Linked DNA regions of Mus musculus: region 2 is linked to region 1. A link is a contact called in public HiChIP or PLAC-seq data. All regions are on one chromosome and are shown on one strand. Each heading gives the region's core, a stretch centred on a gene start, on an enhancer-like site or on the middle of the called end of the contact. The rest is flanking DNA. Distances are from core to core; before and after follow the strand shown. Region 1 overlaps Sorcs2 (sortilin-related VPS10 domain containing receptor 2). Region 2 has its middle 3.1 kb from the start of Gm33114.

What was found. HiChIP or PLAC-seq counts read pairs in DNA pulled down with a chosen protein or histone mark.
Region 2: a FOXA1 HiChIP or PLAC-seq map of pancreatic cancer cells shows a contact between it and region 1. The contact joins two enhancer-like sites. A contact is called at or near these places in 2 of 39 promoter capture datasets (hippocampal neurons and stem cell-derived epiblast-like cells) and 2 of 115 datasets of contacts at active chromatin or transcription factors (embryonic stem cells and pancreatic cancer cells).

What each region holds. Positions count from the first base shown.
Region 1 is chr5:36,379,836-36,385,313 of GRCm38.p6, forward strand. The region is part of intron 1 of Sorcs2 (sortilin-related VPS10 domain containing receptor 2); the gene reads right to left. Among named protein-coding and RNA genes, the nearest start is that of Sorcs2, 16 kb to the right of the region's middle. Within about 2 kb of position 3,071, at least 28 of the 459 cell types and tissues checked have an H3K27ac peak or open chromatin away from gene starts, as enhancers often do. A contact at or near this core is called in pancreatic cancer cells, where this site is marked.
Region 2 is chr5:36,724,265-36,729,742 of GRCm38.p6, forward strand. No RefSeq gene overlaps it. Among named protein-coding and RNA genes, the nearest start is that of Gm33114, 3.1 kb to the right of the region's middle. Within about 2 kb of position 2,282, at least 96 of the 459 cell types and tissues checked have an H3K27ac peak or open chromatin away from gene starts, as enhancers often do. A contact at or near this core is called in pancreatic cancer cells, where this site is marked.

The DNA.
Region 1 (5,478 bases), core at 1,821-4,320:
GTGGATCCACCACCACCATGACCTGGGTGTTCTATGAGGTGGGAAGTCCCCCTTCCAAGGCTGAGGAAACCAATCTCTCTTTAACATCTCTGTCTTCCATCTACCAGCAAGTCAGTTCCATCTGCAGAACTCAGCACAGACCTCTGGCAGCGCTGAGCACTGAGCCCACACCACCTTACTAAGCTTCCTATGTGGAAATGCCCACAGGCATGGAGTCTGCCAGCTCCAGGCATCCTCAAGTTTCCTCACAAGCCCAGCCCCACGATGACCTCACCTTCTCTCAGCAAAGACCAGACACACTGGAATGTGCTGACTCAGCAAAGGGTGACCCGCCCGTGTCTGGGGGGTATCCCAGCAGGCACCCTCCAAGCACCCTAGAAGCTCTAAAGGCCTGTGAGGGCCTTGGCACTCCTTGGAGACCACCACAGACATGGCAAGTGCCCACATGGCATTTGCTGAATGAATCTGCCTTCCAGCTGTCTCTGGCAGGCAATGCTGTAGGCAGAGGCTGGTTTCCTTCTTGGCTTCCCATAAGGATCTCCATCTGGGGTTCACCTCCACTCCAACTTCCTACAAACACTTCAGCAATCACTAATGCCAGGCTGGAGGCGCCCAAACAAAACCTCCCAGCCGGCTTCCTGGCATAGGAACCAACCCCACCCCCAGGTAGAGTGAGGCTCAGTCACTCATTCGATGAAGAAACCTCACAGCTCTGCTGGGAACCTAGGAAGAAAATCCACCCCCGAGAGGGAAGAAACTTTGGGCAGTCCTGTCTCCTGAGACCCTGAACTACTGTTCCCAGGGGTATCCTAGCCTCTCTAGGTCCCCCTAGAGAGGTGCTGGCCTAGGAAAACCAGGCCTGGTTGAGAGCATGTTCAGTCTCAGAGGCTGAACACTGAATGGGAGCACTGGCCAGGACACCTTATAGCCAGTCCTCCCTAACCCTACACAAGTATTCTCAACTTCTCTGGGTTCTGATTTTTTAGGGGGTGTACCCAAAGCTGATGAAATACATCAGCAATGGTAAGCAGAGGTGACCTCAAGGTCCCTGTCTCCAATGATATGATAACCATACCACACTCAATGCCTGTCCCATATCCCCCAACTCCTTCTAATAGGACTGCCTTGCATGACCAGGAAACAGCGTTCCCCATGGGCACGCATGTCATCTCACCTGCATGTCACCTGAGAACCTGCCACCACAGTGTACGCTGATCGAAGAAACAGAGACATCAGGCAGGACAGTCACTGAGACACAGACAAGTTTCTTTTAAGTGTGAGTGGCCTCTACATGGGACAAGTGACACCAGGATACCAGATTTGGGAACCACCTGGCACACACTGTAAACTGCAGGTATAAAGGGTGTTGTGGTCACCTCAGGAACTTCTACTCTCAGCAGCAGCCACAGCCGAGGGCTGACCGCTTGGTCCAGGTGGTTGGGGTAGGATAGCATTCTCCACAGCAGTGATAACCCTCAGTGAAGAAGCCAGAAGGGGTGGGAGATGGTTGTTGAGATCGCTCTGGCTCCTCCCTCTCTACCCACAATGCATCCTGTCCAGAGCACCCTCCTGCTCCATTAGGGGTACTTGGATTATGCGTAGAGACAAAACTCCACCCCCAGGATCCATGCTTGGTGGTCTCAAGGTGAGCCTGTAAGTCCAGACTACTCATCCAGTATTTCAGCCTCTGGCCAACAAGAGGAATTCAACAGAATCCAGAGCTTCAGGTGTAGACATCTTGGCAACCTTGGGAAATACAGCCATCTTTAACCTAACTCTCACAGAGTGACCTAGGAGACCTTTGGAAAGAAAGCAAAACAGAGAGCCAGGGTCCAGACAGCTTGAGGGTCACAAACTAGTACTTACATCAGAGTCTCTGGAGCTAGACATGCCTGAAGCTGAAGCCAGTACTGGGTGAATTCAGTCTCTCCCTTCAGCTCTCTGGAACTGGGCTTCTGTGACCCATGACCAAGCATCCTGGTTTTGTGGCCCACATTGCAGAGCACACAAGCAGAGAAGGGAGTGAGAGCACCCAACCCTCACATAGCTTGAAAGCTAACTGGGAAGAGTTGTCGGCCAGAACACAGACAATCAAAGCCAAGAGCATGGTGTGCAGATGCGGGGAGAAGAGGGAGACAATGCAGCATCCCAGAGATGAAGGTCTTGAGTGACGTTCTCAGGAGAAGCCCTACACTGTGCTGCACCCATCTTCAGTTTCTGTATGAATCACACACACACATGCACACACCACACACACACACCACACATACACCACACACGTGCACATATAGACACACACAACATACACATATACACACATACATGCATAGGCACATACACACACACCACACACACATATACACACCACACATACAAACACATGTATAGGCACATAAACATGCACACACACATACACGTGCACGGACGCACACACCACACCCACACTGCCACCACCACAAGGACACAAAGCTACTGGGCACTCAGGTCACAGGAGTGACTCCCACCCAGATAACAGGACACTCTTGATAGAATTATGCAGACCAACACTGGAGCCGTCATTATCTACTTCCACTACCATAAAAAATTCCCTTTTCAATTTCTTCCAGAGGAGAGAGAATAAAAGGGATTAAGGATTAGAGGATTAGAGATGGTGTCTTAGCCACACATGGCCCCTTCTGCAAGTGGCCCCCACCTCAGCATGCCTGCTTCTCTCTTAATGGCCCTTGGGATGTGTCTGTACTTGACGGAATTCCACAAGAATAAACTTCGTCCTTTAGAAAGCAACCTCAGCGAGTGTTGGGGGATGACCACGGGCCACATGCCACTGCCTGCCTGAGGACCCACCCTAGGTTCCTCTCTCTTTGCCCCCACCACCTCTAGAAGCTTTCCGAGTCCTCCAGGCAGAAGGTTTGGGGATTTCCTTTCTTGTAGTGGAATAAGGGCTCAGTGTCAGAGCCCTCATTTATTGCTTGAGAAAAATATGCAAAAACATGAGATTGCTTGAACACAGTCTGAGGCCATGACTCAACTCCTCTGTTAGCCAGCAGGGTTCTGAGAAGTGCAGCTGGCTCCCGACCACTCAGGGTCCTGTGGTCACCACAGTATTTGGACTCACGAGGCCTCACTATAAGGCTCCACAGCCACAGGCTCCTGGAGAGAACCAACTGGTAAAGGGATAGGGAGCCCTGACAGGATCCAAGGGAGACACCTCATAAGCCTGTCTTATAGGGGAGCATGTTCAGGGACCCCGGGCATCATCTGCCTGGTGCAAACACAGGATGGTCACAGCAGTCACCTGTGAGCCCAGCATCAAGTCAGCAACCGAGACATGGACAGAAGGCAGGTGGGTAAGTAGGATGAGCAGGGTTCAGCCTGACACTGTTCCTGAATGTCCTCTACCTCCCACAATTCTATGCTGTCACCCTCTGCCGATCACACACACACACACACACACACACACACACGACTCCCTACACCCCCCCCCACCGGGCTTCTGCCTCAAAGCCTCCTCCTCACAGCTCCTGCCCACCTGTGCCCAGGTCACCATGGGCCCCTCCCACTGAGCTGTAACCTTAGGCAGGCAGATACCAACCTTAGCCATGTCAATGCCTTGGATCCTGTGAAGAGTCTGGCTGGGACATCCCTCATAGCTTCCAGGATGAATCAACTACTCCTAACACATCGCTAGCTCTGAAACAGTGACTGTCTGGATCAAAGTCAACTTAGGCCAAGCCCAGGCAGAGCAAAGGCTGGCAGATTGGCAGCTCAGAGGGCTCGCTTGGCACTCCCCTCCTTCCCGGGCCGTGCCCAACCCTGACCCCACAGGTTGAAAGGGAGAGCTTGGGAGACAAGAAAAGAACAGATTAGGGTGGTCTCAGAACTTACAGACCAGCTCCAGAGAGGTGAGGCAGCCCCCACACCTGAAGCCAGCCCTCCCTGGTGCCAGCAAGAAGGGTCCATTCCACCACAGAAGCTCTTTCAGCACAATAGGACATGTGGGCCAGCTGGCATCCTTCTGACAGGAGAGGAGATTCCAGGCTTCGCAAAGAGAGTCCTCCTTTCTTCAGGACTACAGGAAGGAGTCTAGGACCCCAGAATGGAACACTTAGACATTGGGACAGTCAGAACCTTGGAGAAAGCCTAGGGAAGCAGGTGACAGACACCAAACCAAGTCCTCACAGGCTGGAGGCTGGGATGACAGGGTGGGTGAAGGGACAGTATGTGAGTGAATCATGGTTGCTCAGCAAGGTCCCCAGTATACCTCCACCAGGTCCACCAGCCCTGGTCAGTCACATTGCCTGAAGAACAGGACAAGTTCATGAAATCGACAGCTTACAGAGACTACACAGCCCGGTGGCCAGAGTGTGGTCTCAGGCAAGGGTGGCAGCAGAGCCACTGAGGCAGGCTGGGTAGGCTGTCCTTGAAGGGGTAGATGTCCCTGCATGTCACCCTTTCCCTGCCCACAGATTGTGCATCTCGTTCCTGGCCAGTCTCAGGACCCTCTCCTATTGCTCAGTAGTTTTTAAGCCAGCAGGAGAGTAGGCGGCTCTCCACAGGCTCCATGGTCACCCAGGGGAGGGGAGGCTAGGCTCCCAGGATGGAGGAAGAGCACAGGGTCACCCACTTAGGGCCTCCAGGGTGCAGGCAGCAAACCACATACTAGGCTGCCATGCTTAGCAGGTGTCCCAGACACAACGCCACTCAGGGACTGTCTCACCCCAACCCATTAGCAGTGCTGACTGCACATGGGAGCAGGGGCCCCAGGGCCTTCCTAGAGGAAGAGCTTGAGTCATGGAGAAAGAGCAAGGGCAATAGAGCTGAGGTGGGGACCAAGTGACCAGTGTTGAGGCTCACACAGTAGGAGAACTAAGAAGCCACATCCAAGTGGGCGCCTTCGACTTCACACATGCCAGGAGTCCATTGCAGAGCCCTTGACCAAACCTCTCACGTTCTGTAGGTGGCACCCCAGCCCATCTCCCACATACCCATACAACTGAATCAAGCAAGCCAGGAGGGTCTTTGCATCTCTGAGCTCAGAAAGCCCTTGAACCAAGTCTGACACACATGAGAGGAAAGGGTAAATTAGCCTTGGCACTGCCCTTGAATCTGGCCATGCTCAAAGTCTCTAGCAAACAGTAGCCACACCACCACCACTGGCCTGTGGACACACAGTAGGATACAGGGCTTTCCCTTGCCCTGGAAAAAATGGACAATAGGTCTCCCTGTCATGCCACAGGTGGCCAGAACCAAATGCCAAGCTGGAGCACCAGGTCAGAAAGAGGTCACCTCAATGCCACCACTTCTCTGATACCAGTGGCTGCCACCCAGAGCCTCGCCTAAAGAAGCAGCATAGCCAGCACTGAGCTGGAGGCTCTAGGGTCCTGTCCTCACAGCAGCCCTTACCCCACCCCCAAGTGTAGGGTTTCAGGTTTCCTGGACATTGCCAGACCTCTCCTCTGCCTCCAGCGACAGGGAAAG
Region 2 (5,478 bases), core at 1,032-3,531, 340 kb after region 1:
GATGCTATGTAGCCACCCAAGGCCATTCTGTGCTGTGTCCACAGGACTCTGGAGCCTGGAGGAGGAGGCTGTGCTGAGTCCTGGTTTCTAGAGGTGTGCAGGCAGGATTAACCATAGCCCAGGAAGGCGGGAGGCAGATGTAGAAATCAGAGGCCAAAGAACCACCCACCCTCTGCCCTTGGGACTCTGGCAGCGACTCTGAACTGTGTAATACCAGCCCCTGCCCACGCAGCTGCTGAGATGAGTGGCCGTGCGTGCACCTTTGACCTGGTGATCTTTAACTTGGTGACTCAGCCTGGGAGCTGGAGCACCGTGATGAACACGCTGACAGATTGAAGCCTGCCTTTGTGACAAGTCTTTTTATACATTGAAATTTAGCTGGCCATGGAAGTACACATGTGTAATCCCAGTACTCAAGAGGTAGAGGCAGGATTCATCCCATAATCAGCCACCAAAACCAGACACTATTGCATATGCCAGAAAGATTTTGCTGAAGGGACCCTGTTATAGCTGTCTCATATGAGGCTATGCCAGTGCCTGGCAAATACAGAAGTGGATGCTCACAGTCACCTATAAGATGGAACACAGGGCCCCCAATGGAGAAGCTAGAGAAAGCACCCAAGGAGCTGAAGGGGTCTGCAACCCTATAAGTGGAACAACAATATGAACTAACCAGTACCCCCAGAGCTCGAATCTCTAGCTGCATATGTAGCAGAAGATGGCCTAGTTGGCCATCACTGGGAAGAGAAGCCTCTTGGTATTACGAACTTTATATGCCCCAGTACAGGGGAATGCCAGAGCCAAGAAGCAGGAGTGGGTGGGTAGGAGAGTAGGGCAGAGGGAGGGTATAGGGAACTTTCGGGATAGCATTTGAAATGTATATAAAGAAAATATCGGGGCTGGAGAGATGGCTCAGCGGTTAAGTACACTGACTGATCTTCTGAAGGTCCTGAGTTCAAATCCCAGCAACCACATGGTGGCTCACAATCACCTGTAATGAGATCTGACGCCCTCTTTTGGTGTGTCTGAAGATAGCAACAGTATACTTAGATATAATAATAAATAAATCTTAAAAAAAGAAAATATCTAATAAAAAAGTAAATAAGTAAGTAAGTAAATAAATAAATAAATAGAAAGAGACACTCCGTAACATAACATAAAGCATAGTAGTTTAATAAATAAATTGTAAAAGGAGAGAGAGGGGGGTAGGAAGATCACTGTGAGTTCTATACTAGCCTGGGGTATGTATTGAAACTCATTTGCTATCATTGTTTAAATTGAGGTAAAATTCACACCACAGATATTTAGCTATTTAAAGTGTCAGTTCTGTGGCATTTATCCACCTACAGCAAGCACTGCATAACTGTCACCTCTGTGTAGTTCTATATGTCCTGCTCTCCAAGACCTCACCCCCCTTCCTTCCTTCCTTCCTTCCTTCCTTCCTTCCTTCCTTCCTTCCTTCCTTCCTTCCTTCCTTCCTTCCTCCTCCTCCTCCTCCTCCTCCTTCTTCTTCTTCCTCTCTCTCTCTCTCTCTCTCTCTCTCTCTCTCTCTCTCTCTCTCTCTCTTTCTCTGTTTATTTATACTTTTCAAGTGCTGGGGACGAGACCCAGGGCCTCACACATGCCCGGCAAGCACTCCGTAACTAAGCCCGTACCCTAACTACAACTCCATCTCTACCACTGGCCACTCCCCATCTTCCTGTCTGTTGTATCCCTGGCAACTGCTGGGTTCCAGTGGGAGTCACGCAGTGCACTGTTCGGCTTCGGGTGACTGGCTTTTCTCACTGAACCTGTTTGGAAGGCCAACAGGCTTTGTAGCAGGTGCCTGCACTCTGCTTCCTTCCATGGCTGCCCGAGGTCCCACTCGGTGGGTCTTCTCTGCCTTTTCATTCACTCCTGCTATGGGAACAGTACGCTGACCCGTGGCCTCTCTCAGTGGCTTCTGGTAGAGTAAAAGTTCCCCAGACCAGCCACCCGATGCTTACACACATAAAGTCCTTGTCGAACGCGTGGTTCTCATCCTTGTTTCCAATGAGTGTCAACTGCACACTATAGCACTTATTGAGCACTTACTGCATACTGTCCTGAATGTTTTGTTTTCACTCAATGGTGGTGTTTTCTGTCCATCCTCAGTCCCTCCAGTAGCTGGCGTGGGCCTCACGTGATCAGTTTCAGAGGCCGGAAAAAGGTCAGCTAAGGAATTATCTATAGAGGAGAACTTAAAGTCGGGCCAGCTCCAGTTCACGTCTCACATGCCCCTGGTGTACGCCCTTGACTGGACGAATGCAGACTTCACCCTGGGCGGTAACCCAGAGGACTTTCATTTTCCTTTTCCCCAGGGCTCGATCTCTGCTTCATTTTCAGTCATTGATTTGTTTTCACAGTGACCAATCAGAAACAGAAAGCATAACAGTCAGGAGGGGAATGAAAGTGCTGAAGGTGAATTTCAGAAAAGCTGGACTTTAACCAGCTCATGTGGCAGACCCACCCAGTGGGCTGCACCAGCAGGGTGGCAGGGCACCTTTGCCTTGCAGGAAGACTACAATATAATTGGGGTATAGTTTTAGCTTTTGCATGTTTATCCTTCTTTGGTGGTTCTTTTTTGTTTTGGGGTTTTGGGTTTTTTTGTTTGGTAGGTTGGTTTTGGTTTTGGGTTTTTGGACTGTTTGTTCATTTGTTTGGTTTGTTTTGGTTGTTTGCTTTTTTTGTTTTGTGTGTGTGTGTGTGTGTGTGTGTGTGTGTGTGTGTGTGTGTTGTTTGTTTGTTTGTTTGTTTGTTTGTTTGTTTTTGAGACAAGGTTTCACTGTGTAGCCCTAACTGGCCTGCATGCAGACCAGGCTGGCCTCAAATTTGCTGCAATCCCCCTGCCTCTGCCCCTCAAGCACTAGGATTCTAGGCATCTCACATCATAACTCACTTCTTCGTTGCTCCTCAGATGAACAAGAGCCTTTTATATATTCACACAGGAAGTCCAACTTCCTCCCTCATGCCCTCTGCCTTGGATCCAGCTGGCAGGTGAACCTGAACCCCATGCCAGCCAAGAGCTCAGGAACTCACACTAAAACTACCTGCTATGCAATAGCCTTTCCCCTTAGGACCTCCCAGCACAGCCCTGTATCACCCCCACTCCACTCCAGCACCCCTCAGAGCCATGAAGAGAAAGTAGAACATACCCGATCTAGAGTCAGCACAGAGTCCACAGAGAGCCTGGGCCCCAAGTTCTCCTGGTGCCATTTACCTGCTCCCCCAACTATTTGCTTATGCTCTGCCTTCTACCCAGAGCTCTGTCACCCTCAAGTCTCCATCATCCTTCAGGTACAACCAGCAGTGCCCAGGGGAGTGGTCCCAGGAGCCAGCAGCAGCCCAGGAGTGTGCAGGCCCTGGCTGCCCTGTGATGGGTGTTTCTATGCCCTTGTCTGGGTGGTCCTCACCAGCTCCCTGTGAGGCAGGAATTGCCTTCCCTCTTCTTGCCTGCTTCCCTCAGGTATAAAGGGCCTCACGTATAGCATTAGAAAACACCCAGGGGACACTCACTGCTGCTATCCCTGTACTAGGAGGAGATTTCTGAGATGAGAGCTGAAGCGACTCATCTGAGGAAGTGCAGCCAGTGGGCGGTTTGGCCTGAGCTCTTTCCCCATGTAGCCCTCCGTGTTCTGGTTCTGGTTTCCAATGGGAATGAATCTTCAAGGACATGCAGAGAGCTCCTTGCGAAGGAGCCATCTGTGCACGGTGGGAGAGTTGACTCTCACACCAGATGGCCAGTGCTCTAACCTGGGTCTGCCGTGTATTCTCTGTGCCATCTTGGACAAGTTTCCTGACCCCTCTGCACCCATTTCCTCCTTCCTGGCATAACTCCCGAGAGGAGAAGATAAGTCATACCCCTCCACAGCCCACCTGATAGATACCTGCTGCTAAAATAAAATCAGAGCTTCTTGGGCCTCTCTGCTGAGCAGCTGGGGAGAGCCAGCTGCCAAAAGCCCATCTTGGGACAGGCTGTAACTTCCAGAGTGGCAGGTGCCAGTTGGTTATCCTCATTTTAGGGGTGGCTTTGGGACACCCTGATTGGACCAATTCCTTCGATCTTGCAAGCATCTTGAGTCACAGAGTCCTGTGCTACCATCTGCCTTTACTGAAAGTGACCCCATGGTTCTCAGATTCCCTGGGGGAAGCGTAAAGCAATGTCTACCCCCTCCTCCAAGGTTCCAGCAACAAACGAAGGCATGGTGCTGCCAAAGTTCACTCTAGGGAACCGATGACTGGATCAGGCTTCCTGACAGAGCCTTCTTGGGGTTACTTACAGGGGTGTGGGCACCCCTCCCTCAACCTGCTGCACCTGAAATGTGTTATTCAACTAACATGACAGATTCCACATGGCTGTGTAGATGGGGCCTTTGTTCTAGTCATCCCTGGCCTCTATATACACGCTCCCACCCGAGGCTACCTGCCATGTGACAGGAAACAGCAGATGCTCAGGGGAGACCCTCAGCCTTATTCTGTCCCTCTATGCAGGAGTGTACATATCAATATAGACCAGCTGGGATGGCCTTTTGTGGTATGTAGGGGTGCAGCTGAGCTCCCCCTGAACGGCCATTGCTTGCCTTAGAGGGCAGTCACTCATGACACTCCCTTACAGGGCAAAGGTCAGGACTCCTGCACAGGACTGAGGATCTCTGAGTAGCTGGATTGTAAGCAGGGGAAAAGGGACAGCCAAGCCTTTCATGGACATACAAGGAGCTACAGTAGGGCAACTGCTTGTCTGGGAGCTCCGGGGCCAGTTTTCAGAGATGCCACCTCAACAGTGGGTGACAGATAGACGGGAGGAAGTCTCCTCATAGTAGAACTTGAGTAGGAGCAAAGGCAGGGAAGAGGGAGGCCAGAGAACTCTGCATCTGACCCCACAGCCACCTTGACTTTGGCAGGACACCCAGGGCTGGGCCGACCTACCCTGAGCCACAGCTGCCAGGAAAACAGGTCAGAAAGGGCGGACCCTGGCAGGATGACACTAGAGACCTCCTTGCTGGCTCCAGAGGGGTGGTGGGAGGGCGCTGACTGGGAGCACCCTGCCCTTTCTGGATCTGTCACTCCGCCCTGAGGACCAGGCCACCCAACATGTTTGTAGGCCAGTCCCAGAGCTGAGGCATCTCTGGTGGATGGCAGCCCTGACCCTGCTCAGCTGCCCTGACAAAGCCCTGCCAGGAAGCAGGCCCAGCCTCATTCCCTCCCTAGGTGTGAGGTAGAGTGGCTCTGAGGCTCAATTTCCCACTTGGTAGGAGCTCTTGCCTCACTGGGTCCCCGGGAGCTGGATGGAGAATGTGTTTTTCAACAGCTCAGCCTGGGAACTCTGCTGTCATGCCCATTACTAACCTATTATTGGGGTTGATGCAGGGTGACTGCGAGACTCAGGAGGAGGAGGAGTCAGAGATTTGAATCCCTGTTCTGCCTCTAGAGGCTGGGAAGCTGTGAACAACCCTTTGTCAA